3 separate regions of the Sus scrofa genome follow, and regions 1 and 2 are each linked to region 3. The links are chromatin contacts, called in public HiChIP or PLAC-seq maps. All regions are on one chromosome and are shown on one strand. Each heading gives the region's core, a stretch centred on a gene start, on an enhancer-like site or on the middle of the called end of the contact. The rest is flanking DNA. Distances are from core to core; before and after follow the strand shown.

Evidence for each region. HiChIP or PLAC-seq counts read pairs in DNA pulled down with a chosen protein or histone mark.
Region 1: a contact with region 3 is called in an H3K27ac HiChIP or PLAC-seq map of alveolar macrophages. The contact joins two enhancer-like sites. A contact is called at or near these places in 2 of 47 Hi-C or Micro-C datasets (alveolar macrophages and embryonic fibroblasts) and 2 of 2 datasets of contacts at active chromatin or transcription factors (alveolar macrophages and skeletal muscle).
Region 2: a contact with region 3 is called in an H3K27ac HiChIP or PLAC-seq map of alveolar macrophages. The contact joins two enhancer-like sites. A contact is called at or near these places in 1 of 47 Hi-C or Micro-C datasets (embryonic fibroblasts) and 1 of 2 datasets of contacts at active chromatin or transcription factors (alveolar macrophages).

Annotation. Positions count from the first base shown.
Region 1 is chr8:45,607,328-45,610,058 of Sscrofa11.1, reverse strand. All of the region lies in intron 3 of PDGFC (platelet-derived growth factor C), which reads left to right. Among named protein-coding and RNA genes, the nearest start is that of PDGFC, 200 kb to the left of the region's middle. Within about 2 kb of position 1,313, at least 4 of the 83 cell types and tissues checked have an H3K27ac peak or open chromatin away from gene starts, as enhancers often do. A contact at or near this core is called in alveolar macrophages, where this site is marked.
Region 2 is chr8:45,625,228-45,627,996 of Sscrofa11.1, reverse strand. All of the region lies in intron 3 of PDGFC (platelet-derived growth factor C), which reads left to right. Among named protein-coding and RNA genes, the nearest start is that of PDGFC, 180 kb to the left of the region's middle. Within about 2 kb of position 1,401, at least 2 of the 83 cell types and tissues checked have an H3K27ac peak or open chromatin away from gene starts, as enhancers often do. A contact at or near this core is called in alveolar macrophages, where this site is marked.
Region 3 is chr8:45,778,404-45,781,103 of Sscrofa11.1, reverse strand. The region is part of intron 1 of PDGFC (platelet-derived growth factor C); the gene reads left to right. Among named protein-coding and RNA genes, the nearest start is that of PDGFC, 29 kb to the left of the region's middle. Within about 2 kb of position 1,268, at least 33 of the 83 cell types and tissues checked have an H3K27ac peak or open chromatin away from gene starts, as enhancers often do. A contact at or near this core is called in alveolar macrophages, where this site is marked.

The DNA.
Region 1 (2,731 bases), core at 64-2,563, 170 kb after region 3:
CACCTTTTCTTTCTTTTTTTTTTCTTTTTCTTTCTCTCTTCTTTTTTTTTTTTTTTGCTTTTTTAGGGTCAAATTGGAGCTGCAGCTCACGGCCTGCACCACAGCCACAGCAATGCCAGAACTGAGCCGCAGCACAGCTCACAGCATTGCCAGATCCTTAACCCACAGCACAGCTCATGGCAATGCCGGATCCTTAACCCACCGATCGAGGCCAGGGATCGAACCCACATCCTCATGGATGCTGGTCGGGTTTGTTTATGCTGAGCCACAACAGGAACTCCAAGGAACCCACCTTTTCTTAACATCTCTGACTCTCCAGCTGCTCAGCAATGCTTAGCACACACATTGGCATCCTCATCAATCCTCTGTCCATCACTGCAGCCTCACTTGGTCATCTGCTCTCCCACCAGTGGCCATGACTCTGCCATTCTTCCTCTTCCTCTTCATCCAAAGCCATTCTTTTTCCTAATTCAGATTCTTTATAAATACACAAGGTGCTTTTCCTTCTCGTCTAAGTGTTTTTCTCGTTCTCTAAACTCTAAATTAACTCTCACCTCTTTGTGGTCCCTTTAAATTTTTTTTTAGGCAGGATCACTTGCTCTCATGGCACTAAGTTTTTAAGCACTGTTGCAGCCCTTACCCAAGGCACATAGGTTTGTCCATCAAGAGGCAAGAACAACTCAATGGTTATTTATCTTCATCACTCCCTGCAGGCCCCTGATTCATACAGTAGTTGCAGAATGATGTTAACGTTTATTTGCTGCTGTTTTCAATGCCACACCTTGTTTATATCAACAGAAGGAAAAGACATCTCAGGTGTTTGCGGAATGAAGATAGCAGCTTTTCACAAAAATAATCCCCCCCCCCCCCCCCGGCCTCAGGTGTTTTTTTGGAACTGCTCAGAATTCTGACCATGTGACACAATTTCCTTTTAGTGCAGTGACCAATGTGAAAGTACACATAACTGCTTATACTTTGATTTTTTGGAGGAGTTAAGACTGCCCGTTTGTGGACAGGCATGGAAGACTTTGTAGCATGATAGGAATGTCACAGAATGATTTAAGATGCAAAAAGAATTCCCTTGTGGCACTGCGGGTTAAGGATCCTACCTTGTCACTGCAGTGGCTTCTGTCACTTGAGTTTCCACATGCCACAGGCACAGCACCCCCATAAATGCAAAAGAAAATGACCTCACACTTGATAAAATAATTGTTCTTCATATTTTCCTCCATGGTTGAAAGGAACACTGTGCGCTTGTTTCAGTACAGTGCCATACACTGTAATTAAGATAACAGTTACACAATGGGTCTGACTAGTGAAATCCTGCATTTTGGGTGTGGTTTTTCTTTGTCTCATTTCATATAAAGACTTTGTCTGTGAGGAATAAGAACTTAGAAAACTGAAGCTAGAGATACTAGTTAAAAACATTATTATATGTATTTTTTTAACTCAGTATAGAGTTATTCATGGCCTAACTATAGCTAGACTTACATTTACTGAACTTGTTGTGAAATGCTCATTGCTCTCCCCAGAACAGCTACTGAATATAAAGCTGTTTTAGCGGAGAAAGAAGTTTGAACAAGGATTTTCCCTGTGGCACAAGGCAAGCTCTGATTTGCCATGTCAGTATTAGAAGAATGTTGGGTGGGAATATCAATGAACAGTGACTAAATAGGTAATGTCACTCTGTCTAGCACCAACCAACATAAATCATAAATTAAACTTCTAAAAATAATTGTTTTTCTTGACTACAATTGACATAACGGGGATAATGAAAGGTACAGTAAAATATATACAATAATCCCCAGCTATGTATCATGATTAATTGCTTATTAAAATTTTCAATGATACTATTTCACTCAATTCTCATACAGTTTTCTAATGTAGGTAGTATTGTCCCTGCTTTAAACCTTGATCCCTCCACCCACACACATAAATGAAATGTTTATCGGGTGACTTACAGAAATGCTCAGGTTTCTTCAGCTGGTGGGTGTAGCTCTCCTGTTTTTTTTTTTTTTTTCATTAAATTATAATTGATTTACAGTGTTGTACCAGTTTCTACTGTACAGCATAGTGACCCACTTATGCATATATAAATATATATACATTGTTTTTTTCATATTATCTCCCATCATGTTGTATCCCATGAGACTAGATATAGTTCCCTATGCCAGACAGTAGGACCTCATTGCTTATCCAACCTAAATATAACAGTTTGCATCTACCGACCCCAAACTCTCCTTCCATCCACCTCCCTCCCTCCCTCTCTTCCCCTTGTGAACTACAAGTCTGCTCTTTATACCACCCAGTCTGTTGCTGTTTTATAGATAGGTTCATCTGTAACATTTTTTTTTTCTTTTTAGAGCCGCACCTGTGGCATATGGAAGTTCCCAGGCTAGGAGTCAAATCCGAGCTACAGCTGAGGCCTGTGCCACAGCCACAGCAATGCCAGATTCAACCTTCAACTGCGACCTACACCACAGCTTATGGTGGCGACACCAGATCCTTAACCCACTGAGTGAGGCCAGGATCAAAACTGCACCCATTCTCATGGATACTAGTCGGATTCTTAACCCATTGATCCACAACAAGAATTCCCATTTGTGAGATTTTAGGTTCCACATATAAGTGATACCATATGGTATTTGTTCTTCTCTTTCTAACTTCCTTCATTTAGTACGATCATCTCTAGGTCCATCCTTTTCACTGAGAGTGGCACTATTTCATCCTT
Region 2 (2,769 bases), core at 152-2,651, 150 kb after region 3:
ATAGAAATAGTTTGGGGAACAAACACAACTCTCTTGGAAGTGTAAAATCCCACTGGTGGGAGCAGAAAGGCCATGCATAGTCTCAGGGAGTTATGGAAATCATTGGTAAGCCTGCTTTGCATGATAGGAAAGTTACCTCAAATAGGAGGCTCTTTAAGTCAGGGTCGATGAAGGTCATGACTCTTGTCCTTGGTTCAGTTTTGATATTGACACTGCCTGATAGTGTGTCATTGGAAAATAATAAATGAAATGAGTGGGGCCAGTAGAAACCTAGTTGTTAATGGTCCCTTTCATATGTCTTTCAAAATGGCAATAGTATGCCTGGCATACTGTAAACATTTAATGCATTCTTATTCTATAATTTTTCCTGTGATTTAGCTTTGTTGTTTTTCAAGCCATAGAGAATACTGTTGCAGCACCTCAAACTAACACCTTGCTGAGTTTGAGGTGTTAGCACAAGTCCACATGCCTGACATTGATTGAGGCCGAAACAAACCAAAATGTCAGAGTTTGGATCAAGAAAGGTTTATTGCGTGTTGGTGCAAAGAAATGGGTGGTACATGCCTCCCCAAATCCCGAACTCCCCAAACCAAAATCCCCAACCAAAATTGCAAAGCATTTTTAAAGGCAAAGTGAGGGAAGGGCGTGGTTGGTTGTTGCAAGCTTCTTAGTGCAGAAATCCTTTGTTCTTATAGCTGCCCACAGAGATCAGGTCACAATGTTCCTGTAAACCTCCAAGACACATGTTATACTTGAGACAGGAGCTAAAGCAGAGGATATTGGGAAAGGGCCTGCCCCAAAGGGTCTGCTTGGTTACTGAGGGGGTGAGTTTTCTTCTAATACCATATCCTTTTTTGAGAACTCCAGACACAGATTGAGGAAGAGATATTTTTATCCTATTGAAAAAATAAAATGGTTTATGAAAATATTAGATGTTCACCAAACTAATAGGGTAGCAGATTTTCCTTTTCTTTCCTCCCGCCTTCCTTCTCTCCCACCCTTCTTTCTTTCTCTTCTACCTTCATCCCCTCCTTCCTTCCTTCCTAAATGCTCCTTATCCTAATCAACTGCTCAACTTTTTTACTTTCAAAGTTCGTAATTCAGAGTTTTTCTGTACTTTCTCACTCTGTGCTTACTTAGGAAGATGCCATGCTTATTTTTCATTTGTTTTCCAACTCTCTTTTAAACTCGACCAACTCCTTAGTTCAAACCAGGCATTCTACTTTTTAATATATCACAAGATGTCCTAACATAGGGTAGGCTCTGATGTGTCTCTTTGTGTGAAGGGAAAAGGGTGATTGAATCTGAAAACTGAAAGCATTTAAGCTGCTTCAGCCTCCTAGTGTGTCAGCCTCCCCGTGACTCTGAACAGATGGGGCTGAAGATACACTGCTTACAGTGAACTCTGGCTTATTTTCCTTGGGAACCATCATAACCCACATAGAACACACAGAATGCTTGGCTTGTGCAGTGTGTTGTGATACATGTTGCGCCACCTGTCTCAGCGGCAGTGTTTATTCCTTTGCGTTCTTGGATACTGCTGGGGTGTCTTTTGCTCCCAAATTACTGACCTTGACCAAGATTCTTTCCTGAGGACTCTCTGCAAGGGGGTTGTATGTTTGTGGCCCTGAGTGCTACAGACCTGGCTTGAATTCTCGCTCCTTCACTAACCTACCTTTAGAACCCTGAGCAAGTTGTCCTGCCCACCAGAGGTGAATGACAAAAGTTTCTGCCTTACAGCATTGTTGAAGATTAAATATCAAACACTTAGGTCAGTGTTTGGCATGCAATAGTCAACATATATGTGTTACCTTTATTTTAAGGTCAAATTTACTGGCATGATCTGATTCCAAGATGCTCTCTCTCTAAATCCATATATTTTAAACTTTTCTGCCATGTGCATATATGCACAGGCACACACACGTGCACATACACAATCACATTTTTTTTGAAATTTTATTTTTATTTTTTTTACAGAATAAAATACATATATTTAAACACAGTTACATTCACACAGATTATTATATCATGGATCTTAAGAAGCAGATTAAGTGACTCCCTCTGGAGAAGTGGAATGGAAAATATGCTGAGACAAATAGGAAATTTATTCTATACTTTATCCCATTTTGTATGGCTTTCATCTTTACTATTTAGTATTATCTATTACGTTTCAATTTTTCTTTAAAAATTAGCATTATATTAAAATTGTGTATATTATGCAACTAAAATTTATAAAGAAGAAAACCTTATATACCATTAAATATTTTATATAGCATAATAACAAGAATAACTTCACTGGTAAGAATAACAAAAATACCCTCTGAAAATAAGTAAAATATGAAATGCATAAATTGGTTAAAAAAACAGTGTAACTATATAAATATGTCCTCACAATTTGTTACATCTTATTGATTCTTCAGTATAGGCATTACACCATTCTAGGTGATGTGATAAATAAGACATTATAGACCTTACATTGTACCATGGAGAGAAATGGTTATTAATAATACAATTGTAGAACTGTATTATTTAATTATATAGTTGCATTATTTAATTATAATTATCATAAATTCTTTGATGGAGAGGAAATCAGAATCAAATGTAAAAAGACTTCAGCATTCCAAGAATGATGTCAAATGACCCCCTTCATGGTGGATTATGCACTTATTTACTGTGAGATATATTTTCTCCAGAGATTCCTTGTTTGTGTATCAATTGTAGATTTTCAGTTTGCAGTTATTCTGAAGGTTTGATATAAGAGTCTGTATG
Region 3 (2,700 bases), core at 19-2,518:
GGTTCCCCCCCATTTAAAAATTTATTTTAAGATATTTAGTTCAGATATTTTCATCTTATGCAAGTGGATTTTCTTTTTTATTAAAATATAATTTTTACTGTACAGCAAAGTGATTTAGTTATACTTACATATCTGTATATGTACATTCTTTACATATACGTGTGTATTTACACACATTCTTTTTCATATTCTTTTCCATTGTGGTATAGTCAATCACAGGATATTAAATATAGTTCCCTCTACTCTACAGTAGAACCTCATTGTTTATCCATCCTATATATAGTTTGCATCTGCTAATCCCAAACTCCCCGTCCATCCTTCCCCCACCCTCCTCTTGGCAACCACAAGTCTGTTCTCTGTATCTGTGAGTCAGTTTCTGTTTCATAGATAAGTTCATTTGTGTCATATTTCGGATTCCACATTTAAGTACTATCATATGATATTTGTTCTGTGACTGTCTTTTTAGAAATTTGAGACTAAAAATTATTTCAAACTCCAGGTATAAAGCACATAGAAAACTCTGCTCTAGGGAATACTGTTTTAGTTTTGGAAGAAACACTACCGTTTGTATTTATGACACTGAAGGTCGAGTTAGGGGAATGAGGAAAAAAAAGACTAGCAGTGATGACTTGGTTGAAGCCTGTGGTTCAAGTTATGCCTCAGTTAAGATACTTATTTTGGGATATCCCCACTCAGCAGTATATCTGTCACAAAAGCAGTGAAATTGGTAATCATATAACCAATTAACAAACCAAATAACAAACTGCACAAATGATACATTTCTTGAATCTCCTTTTTTCATGTTGCCCTCATACTTCATGGCCATGCCTTCATTTTGATGTTTAATTCTTATAGTCCATGGTGTGAATGAAAAACTTCTGCCTGCTGAGTCTGGAACCCCTCCAAGTGCACTGACCTCTGAGATTCAGCCATCTCAGAGGAAAATCTAAATTAAAAGGGAGTTTTGAGTAGGGAAGTAGATGTGGAGGTTTGCATAGGGAAGCAAGTGCCACAGCAACCCTCTGTAAACTGTAGAGGGTTGGGATGCCCTTGGTGGAAGGTTGGGGCAGCAGCTGTGCATCCACAGATCCTGAGTGAAGGGCCTCTGGGCAGAGCTGGTGTGTGCTGCTGCGATTTTCCCCCTTTGGTCTTCCATCCTGTTTACTTTCTAGTGGCAAGAATCGGACGACATCAGTGGGCAATGCCTTGTCCATCCTGCTGACCTCCTTTCCTTCCGTGGCTGGAGACTTCTGCGGTGACTCATTCCTGCCATGTGGTGGGGCCATCTCAGCCGTGATGACAGCCCTCCTTCCAGCCTTCTCTGGCAGAGCCCTGGGCCTTGGCCTTCTTCACTCAAGCAGTTCTGAAAATTATTTTGACCTTCTGAGGTAGACTTGAGGGTGTCTTTTTAATGCTTTTGTTCTGGACATGTTCAGGGTGACCAGAATCTTTAAAAATCCAGGAAAGGCTCTGGGAGTGTCTTGGGTAGGATGTTGTCAGGGGATTTCTCCTCTTGTCTGGGGGATGAAGTCATCTTCTGAGTCACAGAGGGCTTGGCAGCAGGGCAGAGTGCAAGGCTAGCTCTCGCCCTGGCTCCAGGGCCACATCCTGACCTGCCCTTCAGTTCAGGTTGTCCTGATGACAAGGAGGTGGATCCTGATAAAAGTTAGGAGCTCTGCCTTTAAGTGACCTTGGCAAATTCAAGCTCATTGTTGCCTAAGAAAAAAGGATTTGTTGCTTAAAAAAAATTTGCAAGCTCATTAAATGAAGAAACAATACCAAGACTATTTTTCAGATTTCTGTCTTTCATTTTTTTTTTCTTCTTCTTTTTTTAATGGCAGCACTGGCAGCATATGGAAGGTTCCCAGGCTAGGAGTCAAATTGCAGTTGTAGCTGCGGCCTACGCCATGCCATGGCAATGCAGGATCCGAGCTGCATCTGAAAGCTATAGCATAGATTTTGGCAATACCTACTTAACCCACTAAGTGAGGCCAGGGATCAGACCCACATCCCCACTGTCACTATGTTGGTTCTTAACCCACTGAGGGAACAGGAACTCCCATTTTTCAAAGAGGATCAAAAGCTTACTCTGACATATTTATGATTTTCATTGCTAAATAAATGACATCATCTGGGGTGAAATGTTGTATAACATTCTTTTAAATGAGTTGGTCTCTTTTTCTGATCTCTACATTTTGTGTTTCAGGTTAGTTCTTATATGCTGTGCAACCAGAGCTATTATTTTTGCCTCAGTCTGGGTCCATATTCTATATTTTTTGTGGTAGATAAGGAGACATATTATAATTTCACCTTAAATTTCTCGATGTTTAAAATGATATTTCTCTATATCTTCCCTGTCCAGTGTGAATGATACTCATTAAGAATACTTTCTGCGGATTCACTCTACTCCTTTTTTCATATTCTATGGGCTTTTTTGATAGGTAGCATATAACCTATTTTATCCATTTCTTACATAAATAATACATGCCTCTGTAGTTTACAAGAAAAACTTTGAAGGTTACAGCATCCTGTTGGGGGAATGATAAACGGTACCAAACCAAATAGAAGAAGAGGAGAGAATATGAGTTCTGTTTTCTTCATCCTCAGCAGTTGATTGGGATAAGGTACGGTCCTGTGTGGAAGCCAGGGATAATGAGCCGGATGATGCAGGAGTCATATGATCCCCATGAGTAGATGCCA